4 separate regions of the Mus musculus genome follow, and regions 2, 3 and 4 are each linked to region 1. A link is a contact called in public Hi-C and HiChIP or PLAC-seq data. All regions are on one chromosome and are shown on one strand. Each heading gives the region's core, a stretch centred on a gene start, on an enhancer-like site or on the middle of the called end of the contact. The rest is flanking DNA. Distances are from core to core; before and after follow the strand shown.

What was found. A called contact is a pair of places that touch in the nucleus more often than the background predicts. HiChIP or PLAC-seq counts read pairs in DNA pulled down with a chosen protein or histone mark.
Region 2: a contact with region 1 is called in a FOXA1 HiChIP or PLAC-seq map of pancreatic cancer cells. The contact joins two enhancer-like sites. A contact is called at or near these places in 3 of 115 datasets of contacts at active chromatin or transcription factors (embryonic fibroblasts, embryonic stem cells and pancreatic cancer cells).
Region 3: an HNF4G HiChIP or PLAC-seq map of pancreatic cancer cells shows a contact between it and region 1. The contact joins two enhancer-like sites. A contact is called at or near these places in 2 of 115 datasets of contacts at active chromatin or transcription factors (embryonic stem cells and pancreatic cancer cells) and 1 of 9 other capture datasets (embryonic tail).
Region 4: a Hi-C map of liver shows a contact between it and region 1, with 2.7 times the contacts expected there. The contact joins two enhancer-like sites. A contact is called at or near these places in 6 of 484 Hi-C or Micro-C datasets (adipose-derived mesenchymal stem cells, cardiomyocytes, cerebral cortex and 3 more), 3 of 115 datasets of contacts at active chromatin or transcription factors (all in embryonic stem cells) and 2 of 9 other capture datasets (embryonic stem cells and embryonic tail).

What each region holds. Positions count from the first base shown.
Region 1 is chr17:10,736,629-10,740,178 of GRCm38.p6, reverse strand. All of the region lies in intron 2 of Pacrg (PARK2 co-regulated), which reads left to right. Among named protein-coding and RNA genes, the nearest start is that of Gm16169, 69 kb to the left of the region's middle. Within about 2 kb of position 2,013, at least 9 of the 459 cell types and tissues checked have an H3K27ac peak or open chromatin away from gene starts, as enhancers often do. A contact at or near this core is called in liver and pancreatic cancer cells, where this site is marked.
Region 2 is chr17:10,039,501-10,042,757 of GRCm38.p6, reverse strand. No RefSeq gene overlaps it. Among named protein-coding and RNA genes, the nearest start is that of Gm34972, 110 kb to the left of the region's middle. Within about 2 kb of position 1,742, at least 43 of the 459 cell types and tissues checked have an H3K27ac peak or open chromatin away from gene starts, as enhancers often do. A contact at or near this core is called in pancreatic cancer cells, where this site is marked.
Region 3 is chr17:9,844,287-9,847,585 of GRCm38.p6, reverse strand. Gm34799 (a long non-coding RNA gene) reads left to right here. Exons shown (of 2, transcript XR_003952248.1): 2 at 1-2,878. Among named protein-coding and RNA genes, the nearest start is that of Gm34799, 61 kb to the left of the region's middle. Within about 2 kb of position 1,660, at least 40 of the 459 cell types and tissues checked have an H3K27ac peak or open chromatin away from gene starts, as enhancers often do. A contact at or near this core is called in pancreatic cancer cells, where this site is marked.
Region 4 is chr17:10,207,823-10,211,042 of GRCm38.p6, reverse strand. It overlaps Qk (quaking), which reads left to right. Exons shown (of 8, transcript NM_001159517.1): 8 at 1,412-3,220. The coding sequence ends at 1,428. Among named protein-coding and RNA genes, the nearest start is that of Gm34972, 63 kb to the right of the region's middle. Within about 2 kb of position 1,907, at least 16 of the 459 cell types and tissues checked have an H3K27ac peak or open chromatin away from gene starts, as enhancers often do. A contact at or near this core is called in liver, where this site is marked.

The DNA of each region.
Region 1 (3,550 bases), core at 764-3,263:
AAAGAGCACTAGAAAGCATGGCTTTACTCAAGGGCAGAAGCATCTGTGAGAACTGAAGCAATCCAATGTTGGACCTGAAAGGGTTAATGGGACTTCTTGATGACCCATTAATAACTTGATGTATTCTTGGTCCAATGTCTTATTAAACCAGCTAACACATGATACCTGTTCTCACTCATAGGTCAACCTTAGAAAAAGTTGATGCAAAGGTTACAGAGGCTGAGGAGGGTGTAGCTAGATGACAGAGCATGTTTGTAGCACACACAAGGCCCCAGGTTCAATCCCCTGTACCAAAAATAAAATTAGAGTATAAGAATATTAAATGATATCATGATAGAGTGAGACAGTGCAGAGATTCTTCCGTCTTGTATTCTGGCTGAGGTCATTTCAGGTTTAACTGGAATTTGATCTCCTTCATGGAGAATCCTGTGAAAAATCACCCAACTCTGTTGTAGGATCCCAAGGTCAAGATGCCCCAACTAACTTACCTTAGCTTCTGTTAAACTGCTTGCTTGTGCAAAACCCCCCTGCTGCAGCTGCCTAGCATGTGATATTTTATTTTATTTTATTTTATTTTATTTTATTTTATTTTTGCCTTTAAAAAACACTTGCTCTAAAGTCTCTGGTTACACTTGGGTCCTGAATATCTGAGTGTAGTCCCAGATGTCTGGAATAAAGACTTTAAACTGAGTATAAGCTGGATCTGAGTGGCCATCCCTGATGTGTTATTTGTAACAATATGTTAAATATTGTTTTAAGAGTTCCAATTTTCTAGGACTATAAATATAATAAATACAAATAGTAAAAGTATTTAAACTTTAAGATCCACGAGAATAGAAATATTTGGAATCTTGTATATTTTCCAAAATTTTATTATTTAAATTTTTTATTGAATAAAATGGACAGGTGAGGAGAGAGAAAGAGACAGAGACACAGAGAGAAAGAAACTGAGGCAATGAGGTTGTCATCTTGGGGAATACCCCAAAGTTGGCTGAGTTAGAAACTACAACCTACCCCCTAGCCACTGTATCTCTTTGTTAATGCCATATCCCTTCGCATCACAGCCTGGATAAATGCTGTCATAGAATGATGGGTTACGTGTTGAGTAAACTGGCTTATCATGAATCTTTTCAAGCCATGCTAATCACTTTTGCTATTTCTGCTACAATCTCTGTTAACGGTCCATGTGTGGTAGTGTTCTGTAGTGCCCTATGGAGAGGCCTCACTGGAAGGATACCTGCAATGCGGCCAGCTTTCTGTCACACTGAAGGTCCTAGTCTTTGGAGATGGATTCCTAGCATCTGTGGCAAGGCTCCAGGAACATATGTCCTATGAGGAACTTTTAGAGCTCAGAAGGTGTCAAGATGCAGAAGGCAGGAGGTATGCAGCTTCAGAGAGTTTCCCACACGACTGTTATGTGCTCTTTTAACTTGCACAGCTATAGGGGAGGAGGGAAGACATCTTTGGTCATGTGCTTGAAACAGGAAATGAGGTAGTAGCAGGGGAAGAGGCCTTTCAGACCCCTTTTTGTCCCCAGTTGTGGTGGGAGAAGCACCTTCCTTTAATCTCTCAACACTCTACATAGCAAGGGAAATATTTCCAGAAAAGTTATGGGAAAGTTTACAGGAAAGAGCAGTTGATATAAGCAACCTATAGTAGCTAAGCTGTGGCTGAAGCAGCACATCTATTTATGCACCTCTTGGGGCTAAAGGCTCTTTCCAACCTATGATGGATGCAAAGATAAAAGGTCTCAGCTCAGGTCACTGGATCCCTGGGATCCAGTTGGACCTGTTTGGCTGCTTCTATTCCTGCTCCCTCATCCAGGAAGTAAAACTGTAATAACTGAGAAAAGACACAGATTATGTGCCAGGAGGAGGATAGCTACCTTGATGGGATGCAATCATACTCAAGACTTGATTCCTGGGTCTCTTGTACTGACAGGGCCTGGCCTGAGCACCAGAATCTGTCCCATGCCCAAGGTAGACTCACTGGAGGATCCTGTGAGCTTTGTCCTAGCTTAGACCTTGGTTGAAGATTAATGTGAAGTTATTTACTTTTTCTCCTCCCCCTCTTTCAGCTGCTCAGTGATTGACAGGAAATTCCAGGTCCCACAGTTGTCCTGTTTACATCAAGCTCCTGTTATAAGGAGAAGTGTATCAGGAGAATACTCTGTGTGGCATAGACAGCCTCAGCCAGCAATCCTACCCAAATCCCATAGTGGCTGCATGAGTGCTGCCTGGCAGAAGGCCCTACAAGCCCTCTAAGCAGGTCCCAAGTTTAAGTACTGGAAGACACTCTGCCCTAGCATCATCCCACATGTGAGGCATGTGTTCAGCTCATACTTTTTAAGTGAATAATCAGATAATTATGTGACTGAACCAGGACTCATTACTTCTGTTTATAAAATCAAAGACAAACCCCACAGTTTGTGTGTCTTTTTAGTCCAAGGGTCTAGGCATAGTACAACCAGCAACGTTGGACTTTGAAGAAAACTCAAGCCTTAGGTTGTCACTAATACATATAAACTGAACAACCCACCACCGTTCTTATAGATATTTGAGTACATGTGAGCAGAGAATCCTTTCTTCCCTAAAGAGTAAAACAAGCTTCTATTCTTTCTGAGCAACAGTGAGACACTGATCCTATGTATAAACCTCCAAGCTGCTGTCGAGAGGCGGGCTAGCTCAGGCTCATATGTAGAACCACATTTGTGCAGTGAGGTGGGCTAGCTCAGACTCAATGTAGAACTGTGCAGTGAGCAAACTCAATATTACAGAATCCTATGCTGTTCTCTTTAGTATGTGTCTTTTATGAGATCTCTGGAAATATAATGCATTATATTTAATAAATAGGGAAACACGGGCTCAGAGAGATTAATTTGCCTGAGGTCACATAGATAATAAATGGATAAATCAAGATCTGAATGCGTGCCTGAGTCAGCTGTTCATACTTCCCTGCCCCCCTTCCCATCTCTGAACCATTTAATTTCAATGGTTCCGTCGTTCCTCGCTGATTTTCTTTTTGTATTTCTCACTGACACACTCTTGACTCCTCTTGACTCCTTTTTGTTATCACTTCCAATGTGTCCTTGGATACATCTATTCTTTCTCCTTAGACAACAGTGTGCAAAATCCTTCCCCTTTTTTTCTGTAGGATACAGAAATCATGAGTACCAGTGGCAATCTCTCTACTGCTGAATGGAACCTTCAAATAATTATCTTTTTCTTTCTCCCTTTTCTTTCTTTTTTTAGTTTTTTGTTCTTCTCCCTCGGAATTGTATGCCATGTTGCCTTTTGACAGTTTGTGAAGTCATTCACACATTAGGTAAATAAACAATTTAAACACTTTCATTGCCAACTACCCATATTTTTGCAGCTTGATTTCCATCATGAAATCATAACTTGGCATGAAAGATATTCTAAAGGGAAATTCATTTATTACAGAAAACAGGGAGAAAAATACCCTCTGAGATAAACAAATACTTATCTAGTCTCTGCCTGTTTAATGATGCCTTCCATATACAGAGTCTTCAAGGAGCTGATATGTGTGG
Region 2 (3,257 bases), core at 493-2,992, 700 kb after region 1:
CTCGCACCCTTGCAAACCAAATGTCATTTTTAACCTCAATTTTCACATATACTCATTTATTTAAGGAGTTATTCTTATTAGATGGTAAGAAATGAGTTTGGATTCACTCAAGCCCTTATATATCCTGCCTCATCATCTCTTTGGAGTGGGGCAACTTCTGGAGAACATCTGGATTCAGGTCTGAAGATCCTTAGGCAGCTTGGTTCCTTCCATACACTTTATAAATCCCCAGCATATGGCAAGATAGCACCGGATAGTTGCTTTGTCATCCACAGGGACCAAGAATGCTGAGTCATGGTTGCTTGCCACTAGACCAGATGGAACTATCTGGAAGCTGGGAGCAGTTGATAGCTAAGAGAGTCCAGGGAGTCTCCTGTTGCAAAGCATCCACAGATTCTCAGAGTTATGTTGAGTTCTGTGGTGGAACATTTCACTGTACTAGGAAGCGGCTGAGCAGTCAGAGAGTCGCTGGGATCTATGTGCACTCAATGAGAGCCAGAGGGGTCAGGTCTCAGGAGTGGGGCGTGGGCTTCACTGTGCATTGCCGAGACAGCTGGCACCTGTGGGGTGAAGGCTGGGACTGGCAAGAGGTGGGAAACAGGAGAGGCTGAGAAAAGATACTTAGAGCTGAGCCCACAACATTGTACCCTCCTTTGCCAATTATGAAGCACTTAGATTAGTTCTTATTATATAATAGTTTGTACTATCTTTGTAGCAACTTTGATCTGTTATTGTTGACATTAATTTTGCATATAAAAGCACAGAAGAAGAAAGGGAAACAGAAAAGAGAGAGGGAGAAAAAATGACATGTTCCTGAGATTTTCAGGTCTTGGTTATCACTAGCCCACGTGGAAAATTAAATCACGACTTGAGGTGGTCTGACCCTACCCTTGAATGTGGCTTATGGAATCTAAGAATCTGGTTGATGGGTTGAGAGTCTCCATTTTTTTCTCATGCATCTGAGATGAGTTGTATGTGTGTTTCTTAGGGCTGCCAGAGTGAATTGCTCCAGATGAAAATAAGATTCCCCACAATTCTAAAAACTGAAATCCTAAGCTCAAGGTTCTGGCTGGAAGAGACCTTTCTTTCCCTTTAGGACGCCTGGCTTTCAGGAGGCTACCGGCTCGTTGCCATTTCACATGGCTTTATGCGCAAGTGTCTGGGGTCTTTAGCTCTCTATACTCTAGACTTCAAGGAATAACTCAAGTCAGATTCAGTTGGGGTCTGAACCTAAGACCTCAATTTTAACTTGACCATCTCTTTAAGCTTCTTTCTCCAAATAGTTTGATTCTGAGCTACTGGGGGTTGGGGATCCCAGTGCACAAAATTTAGCCTATAGCAACTGCAAAGTCAATATGGACTGTGCCATCTCACTAATGCCTGAGCGTTGTTGAGTCTAAGGAAGTGCACTTTTCCTGACACAGAAGGCTCTTCAGAAGTGCAGGAACTTCAGTGTCAACAGAGAGTCACATCCTGGGGGGTTGGAAATGAGGGCCCTGTGTGCCGCCTTAGGAAGCTGTAGAAAGTGAGTCTCACAAACAGCTGTCTGGTTATGACTTAACGATGAGTGGATGCTAAATTACTGGCTTGTGAAGTCATCTCAGGAAGTTGAACTTGAGATATGCCTTTATTTTAAAAGCTTGGCCATCATTAGTATGACTTGAGAGGAAACTAGAAAATGCTATAAATAGAATCTGCACTACCCTTTGAGCTCAACTTAAAGATGAGGAAGCAGGCTGGAAGTTGCTCTCCAAGCGTCATTTGAGGAAGTCATGTTTACAAAGGGCTGTGACCTCAGTATGTCCGCAGAGAGTCTGACCATTACCTTTATAAGAACCTATTTGGCATCTAGAAAGGAAGGATCCTCAGGAGATTTCATGCCCAGAAAGCATTTGTTCTCAGTGCTCTGGGCTATTCGGGAACGATCTTCACACTTCATAGTTTTCTCCTTAAGAACAAAAAATCTTGAAGGCCAGCGGCTCAAATTATTATGAAAAGCAGTTCCCAGGTGGGATGGTCAGGGCCAGGACCAAGGGCCATGCTTCCTTGATTGCTCTGTCAGCAGGACCAGAATGCAGGCTGCAGTGTGGCTAACGGTGTTATTCTGCCTCCTTATCTGATCATCTCACCGTCATGGGGATAGCTGCAGTCTTAGAGCCCAGCACACTCTGGTAATGTGGTGAGGCAGCTGGGATGAAGGCAGATTTGGAACATCCAATGTTCTACTCATGAACACTGGTGAGAACGAAAGGGACCAGTTTCTTCTCTGAGGCAGGGACCGTAACCCCAAGACTGGCTAGACAGCTGGCTCCTCCTGCCCCCAGAGATTCCAACTGAACTGCTTAGGACAAAGGGCCTTCAAGGGAATTTTTGTAGTTATTTAATTCTGTGGGGAAAACAATCTTTGGTTTTGCTATGTAATCTTTTTCCTTTTATAGGATGACAGCCAAGTTAATCTAACTATGAGATTTTAAAATTTATTAATTTTAAGGTTTTTGGAATGATTTTAAAAAGTAAGTTTGATAAAGAGTAAAGATTTTTAAAACAGTAATCACCTTTTGTGACTTAAGATTTAATCTAGCTTTTTTCAGGGCTCAACAGTGGGCTCCAAGCTCTGCCCGTTTGTACTTGACACCTGGTAGATCTTCCTCTGTTACATCTTTCCTTGCTGTTTTCATGAGAAACCCTGAGCTCTTCCTCTGACATCTTAGTTCTTAAGAGTTGGCATAAGCACAGACCGAACTTTTGATGTGTCTCCAACACTCACTGTTTAGAAAGCCCCGGAGTTCAGTCCTTTAACATCCTTTAAGATATCCCTCAGCTCAGAAATCTGTGGGAACCAATACTTCGTGTTTGTCAGTTGTCTGTTACTGTAACAAGGACCAGTGATAATCAACTTACAAAGAGAAAAGGTTTTTCTTCTTCTTTTGGGCTTTCCCTTAGGATGTTCTAGTCATGACCAGTGGGTTCTTGTGGCTTTACTACTGCAGTGGCTCATCCTGGTGGGAGCCCATGACAGAGCAAAGCTGTTTACCTCATGGCTAGGGCTTGAACTGGAGAAAAGCAAGAGACCAGAGTTCTCTAATCTCTGTCAAGAGAGCACACACTCCTAGGGTGGTTGGTATTGGTTGTCATATTACCTGTGGTGGGAAATATTCCACGTGCTGGGTGATGTGTTTATAAAAAGATAAAGAGGTAGGGGGATATGTTCTATGGAGGTGTGGTGAGGTATGAGGGAAGGGGATGTCTCAGGGGAC
Region 3 (3,299 bases), core at 411-2,910, 890 kb after region 1:
TTTCTGTGCTCGAATCCTGACTCTATCAGGTATCATCTGCTTGAACTTGGCCAAATCACTTGACTTCTCTGAACCCCAGTTTCTTTTTTGTAGAAGGGGTAATAAATAAATAAGGGGTAGGACAATGTGGAGTTTTCAATGACATAATTAATTAATACATATGTTGCTTCCCTAGTGCCCAGGACACAGAGTGTCCTCAAAAGGACATGATTACGCTGTTTTCTCTTTGTCAGAGCACTGTCTACATATACACTCTGTGCCAAGCACTGGAAATGGCAATGGCCACACCACCTCCTTCAAGGCATTCTCCTGTGAGGGAGAGACATTTAAGCCACTGAGGATGAGAGCATCACACATGTTGAGAACACAGCCACTTCTTCACATACTTTCGAGAATAAAATCTGTTGAGTGACTGAGCAAATGATTGCCAAGAGAGAAGCATGGGGTCATAGGCAGACCTGTTCGATGCAAGAACAGAGGTGCGGGTGAACCCATTTACAGGACTCTGGTGGGAGGGGTCTGTCCCGCCAGACAGTTAAACTGAAGAAGACATGCTTGTCTCCGGTCCAACCTGTGCCAGACGTTTGGAGATGGAAACGCTCTATAGCAAGTGGCCCTGGTTAGAGAGATGAACTGCTGTAGGTCAAGAGAGCAAAAAACAAAGGAAACAGCAAATTCCAGGAGGTGAAGGACGCGCTGCTCTAAAAGACTTAAGAGAAACTGGCTGGAAAGAGACTCCCAGAGAGGAAGTGATCGGGAGGCAACTTTGAACCAAGAAACACTAATCACAGCCCCTCACCCACACTCTTCTCCAGACTCATCCGCAGAGCACGTTGCCTGCCTCCTGTCCTTAGAACTGCATCTTGGCATGACTTGTGTTTAGAAAGATGAGGACACTGTGGATTTTAATTCTAATGAGGGACATAGGCGCTTGACATAGTGACATTTGTTTAATACCTTGTGCTCCATGTTAAAAAGGTCCTCCATCTATTTTTCTGGCCTAGAACATAAATGGAGGCCTAGGAGGCAAAGGAGGACACTCCGGTGCTCAGCCCCCCCCCCCCCCCCCCCACACACACACAGAGCCAGCCACTCACCAGAGCTCTTGGGTGTTGCTGAGACAATTCAGTCATTTTTGCCAAAAGTTTATAATGAAAGAGAGTAAAGGCCCCTCACCCCTCATGGCAGCTGCCTTCCTGCTCTCTCTCTCGGCTTCACTTTTCCATTTCCCAGCTGGTAAAAGCCTGAGAGAGAAAGTGCAGACTGACAGTGTCACCCATCTCATGTTTTGCCAGCAAGGACATCATAAACAAAATCAAATAGCTACTCTATCTTACAGAGCATTATAATTGCACAAGGAAAAGGATATTTGACATGGAAGGCAGGATGGAAAATTAATTTCTCAAATAAGACAATATTCATGACTGTATTTAAGTTTACAGAAAACTCCTTCTGTCATTTTTTCCCCCTCATTTTGCCATGAACGAATAAAATTTGGCAAGGGTCAGCAGTAGTTCCCCCAAACACTTTTTATGCCTGACTCCTGGACTCAACACTTAGATGCTGGAAGAATCTGATATTTCTTCTGCCCCTCTATCAACAGTGGCCATTCATAGCCAACAGCAACTATTCACAGCCAAATGACTCATCGTGGCTGCAGACAAACAAGTCAATCTCGTTCCTGTTCTTGCTTTCTGAAAAACATTTCTGGCTTCATGTAGTGCTCAGCCTGGGATGCACTCAGCTGGTGGTTCCCCAGTTATCCAGGACAAAACCACCATTCCCAGGTCCCCGGCTCTGGCAGAACTAAGTCAATGCTGGACCACAGACTTTTGCGTGTGCTTCAAACATTAAATCCTAAAGTACAGTAGGGAGAGATCCATAGTGCCCCTGGCCCTTCCTTTGTGGATCAAGGCTGAGATGGTCTTTATGCCATCTGGAGGTGGTATTGGAGCATGACAACCATGTCAGGTGACCTGCCATTTCCTTAAGCACCAACAGCAGTGTGGTATGAAACATCTTGCCCACATGTAATCCCAGTTTTCCTGTAAGTATGTGTGTATCTGTATTTGTGCAGGTTCTCTCATGTGTGCAAGAATGTGTAGAGGCCAGCATTAACATTGAGCTGCCTCTGTCCATTGCTTTGCTGACTGATTTTTTTTTTTTTTTAGACACTCTTTCACTGAACCTGGAAGCTCACTATGTCTGTTGAATTAGCTGGTCATGGGGCCCCCAGGGTCCTTGCCCCATGCCGGGTTACAGCTGTGTATTGCTACCAGCAGCCTTTCATATGGATGCTGCAGACCCAAGCTCAGATTCCTATGCGTATGTAGCAAGTACTGCAGCCACGGAGCCATCTCCTCACTGTCTTAGAATGGTCACAATCTTCTGTGATTCACCCAACTGCATACTAAACTTCCTAGTTTTATGGTTTGTATTGGGACAAGTCCTCTGCCTTTTGACAACACTACTGTAAGCAACTTGGTCTATGGAGATCTAGATTCCTAATGTTTGCATAGGGCTGAAAGTGTGTTTGGTCCACATATGTGGCTGTTGTTTGCTTTTGGTTTATAGGGTTATGGGTGCACAGGTACAGTTTAAGGCAGTGGTGTCTGGAGAGGCCTATGTTTGCAGGAAGCAATTAGAGTGTGAATAGAGCTCTCATCTGTGGTTCTATTTCTGTGCTCTTCAGTGTCTATGATTCAATTAATTGTACCTTTGTTTGACTTGAAGAATCTATTGAGGAATATACTTGAAATGAAAGAGTAAGTGGCTCCATTGAAATGCATCCACTTCTCAAGCTTTGATGCTCTGATGCAGGTATAGTGTGAAGGCCTCGAGGTACTTGACATCAACAAGTGTCCGCTAGTGTCTCAGAGTGTGTTGCGATCTGTTCACAGCCCTGATTTATTAGGAGAAGCCTTGACATTGACATGCTTGGAAGCATAGTACAGCCATTTCTGTGCCCTCTCCCTTTGTCTTGGCTTATAGGGCCAGGGGGTTTCTAACCCTATCCTAGTCCTGTCTCATTGGTCTTGTTCCCTAGTTGTCACCACACCCTCCCTTCCCATCCACCTCAACTGGAGGGAAGGAAGAAGAGGCTCTCTGAATCTGCATGGGGTAAGGGACAAACAGACCCTGCAGTAATTCCAGTGTGGTTAGGACTGGATATGAAGAGTACTCTCTGGTCTCTCGTTATCCACGTTCATTCTTATAACTCTCCTGGCTAATGGGCAGAGCACCCCTGAAGAGGATAATGTCAGTAATGGGCCATGCGTGGCCACTGTATCAGGGCTAAC
Region 4 (3,220 bases), core at 658-3,157, 530 kb after region 1:
AGACTATAGAAACCATTTTTGTCATACAAAGGTAAATAGGTCTATTATATAGAACATTTAAACCCTGTGAACATGACACCTACTAGGTTTGATTTATGAAGTGGCATAGACTCTAACCTTGCACTGAGCATCTTTTCATTCACATCTCTCCTGCCTTTGTCTCAATGGCAACAGTACAGAAAATTCTGTCAAACCTCAGAATATAGTAGAAATAATTAAGCTGTTGAATGAGTCTTAAAAATTATACTACTGTTAAGTGGACCAAGTTTGATGAAGTAGAATGTGAGAGGTTGATTAAAGAAGGAGCTACTCAAGGACTTTGGAGTGATAACTTTTCCACTTGAGAACTACTTTATGTTTTACTGTAATTTTTTAAATTTTTTTTTGTTCTTTTTTGTTACTTTGCAAAAGAAAATAGTATTTACAGGTGGCTTCTTTTAAAATATAAAAATATAAAGCAGGAATGTATATGAAATGTCAGATTTTATTGTATTTGCAGAGTATTAGCTTTGAAATTGAATAAAGAAAGCTGTTTGTAGTTTTAAAAATGCCTTCTTGGTATCAGTTAGAAATTTCTTCTATTTTTTATGTACTTAGAGTTCTTTGAGGTATAGAGTTTTAAATGGCAGGATTTTACAGTGTTTACATGCAAGTGCATTTTATAAGTGTTCTATATGTGTAAATTAGTATTTTCAACTGGAAAATGTTGGCTGGTGCAAAAGGCCTGGCCTTTTTTCTGGTTCCCATGATGTTGCCTACACTGCTAGACTACAGTATTGCTTTGTATCATGAGGCCAAGAAATTCCATGTTGTTTGTAAATAGAATAATTGAAAAAGCAATAAACATTTATTGAACAAAAGAAACTTTGTTTGGCCCAGAGTTTATGTTGAACCAAATTGTTCATAGCAATTTAAATTTCTTTAGATCCATTTCTGTTAATCATCAGTTATTAATAATCACATCCATCATTAATAGTTGCTTTATTGCTTGCATCTGAGAGAATACTAATGCTTAATAGCAGTCAGATACTTATAACTGCACTGACTGTTCAGAATTCTTTATACCAAACCTGTTCATCATTGTTTCCAATTTCCTTCATTGACTGCTACTAACTATTAGTTGTTAGCTGTATTTTATTTCTATTTTTTTCTTTTAACAAGTCGGGTTTTTCAAATTATTTTTTGTGGGAGTGGGCTCTTCTTCATTTGTTCAAATCATGATATGAAATTGTCATGATTTTTATTGTATTCTGTAGATGGTGTCAATCAGTTTGTCAGAATTCAACATGCCTTTTTTTTATTAGTTGTGATTAGTTTTCATGTTGTCATTAAGCTGTCACTAGCTGAAACTAATCTCTTCTCTATCTTTTCTTTTCTTTTTTTGTTTTGTTTTTTGTTTCTAACCACCCAGCCGCCACCGGCAACTAACCTATGACCTTCTGACCTCTGAACTCTTCACCCAATGATGACCTGACCATGCCTGCCTGCTGATCAGTTAACTGGTAATCGCCTTTGCTTGCCTGTCGTCAGTGCAGCGAGCTGAGGCACTTGTCCGTTCGTCTTACCATCTAACCAAACAAAAGACAAAGAAATTGTCCTCCAACTCAGCTTTTCCCCCCCTGTTTGGGTGAAAGTGGTTCTAGAACCTGCACTGAATAGTAGTAAAGCAATAAGGCCCGATTCATCCCACAGCACTGATCATCTCTCAATGCCCCACCCCAAGCGAACGGTAAGAAGGCCTCTCTTAAGAAGGGGAGACAGATGGCCCTAACTACTCAGTGACAGAGGCAGTTACTGTGAGAGACTTGTAGGAATTTTTTTCTTCTCCTAGCGAAGTCAAAGCTCTCTCTGAATGTACTGTGTGACAATGCATCATGCATGAACCTTCGGTCAGGGATGTCGTTGGGGAAGTGACTTCAAAAGTATTCAAAATTTGACATGCTGTTTGTTTAGTCACTACAGTGCCCTCAAAGGGCAGACATTGCAGCCTTTTTATATTGCCTGCCAAAATTTGAAGTATTAGAACAAAGTGTGCCATGAGAGAAAAACTTAACAAGGAGTTTTGAAAAGAAATGCAAAGAACAAAACTACAACACTATTTTTTAAAAAGTTGAGTATCTGAGTTAAAATTTCCAAATCTTTATTTTACACCACCTTAAAAATTATATGAGAACAAGGTACATGCATTATGTGTCACATTACTGGGCAAACTGTTCAAATATTTTTTTTAAACCTCCCTGTATAGAAAATATCATTAAGGATGTAAAAGCCATGCTTGCCTATTTGCTGTATACATGTAATGAAATTGTAGATAAAGTGTAGTGCATTGAAACAAATGAACAAAAAAGTAGATACTTTTACTATACAAGGGTGCTGGTGCAGAAAAAAATATATATATTTTTGGAAATGTAGCATTTTATACTTTCAAGTGTTATAAAAAAAAAGAAAAAGAACAAAGAAACCCTTTATTTCATTAAATGATTTTTTCTGGTGGTTGTCAAGAAACAAAAGACCAAAAGAGCCTTTTTGTCTTTCTTTTTTATTTTTTAAGTATTGGAATAAGTCTAATGAAAAAGAAAGTGCCTTATTTTTCTTCATGGTCATTTAGTCAAGTGTCCTGTAAGATCAGCTCCTCCCTCAGAATAAAGTTACTGCATGTTCCTCAGTCGCCCAGTATGTGAAAGGAGATATGAGAGGAGACAAATGAGTTGATGGTCTAAATTATAAGATTTGTGTCACATTATCTTGATGCCAGTTTGCCAAATCTGATACTGTGAAAAAATTTGATAGCTTTTCTAATGTCTGACTAGTAAATTTTAAAATGTCATTCTTTTACAAATCATAATTAGTACTTTTGGTTATTACCGTCTTCAGTGTTAGCCCAAAGATTCTGAGGTTTAGAAAAAAATTATGTAAGATCTGAACATCAGTTTGCAGACAAAATTAAATTAGAGCTTTATTTTATTTGGAGAAGAGGGATACAATGGAATTTTTCCTTACCAATTAGAAATAATTGTAATGCCTAAAAAACTTTTTCACAAAAATGAATCTTTGAAATTTTTTATTGTTGAAAAAGTGTTAAGTAACATAAATCTAATCAGATATCTTATGTAGTCCATCTCTGCTGGCTTTAGTAACTGCTCCTAAACTTTTTAACTCTAAAGGAGCGTGGAAAGCCCGCATCACAGTGTTCAGTGACTGCTCTGCTCCATTCTTTCTC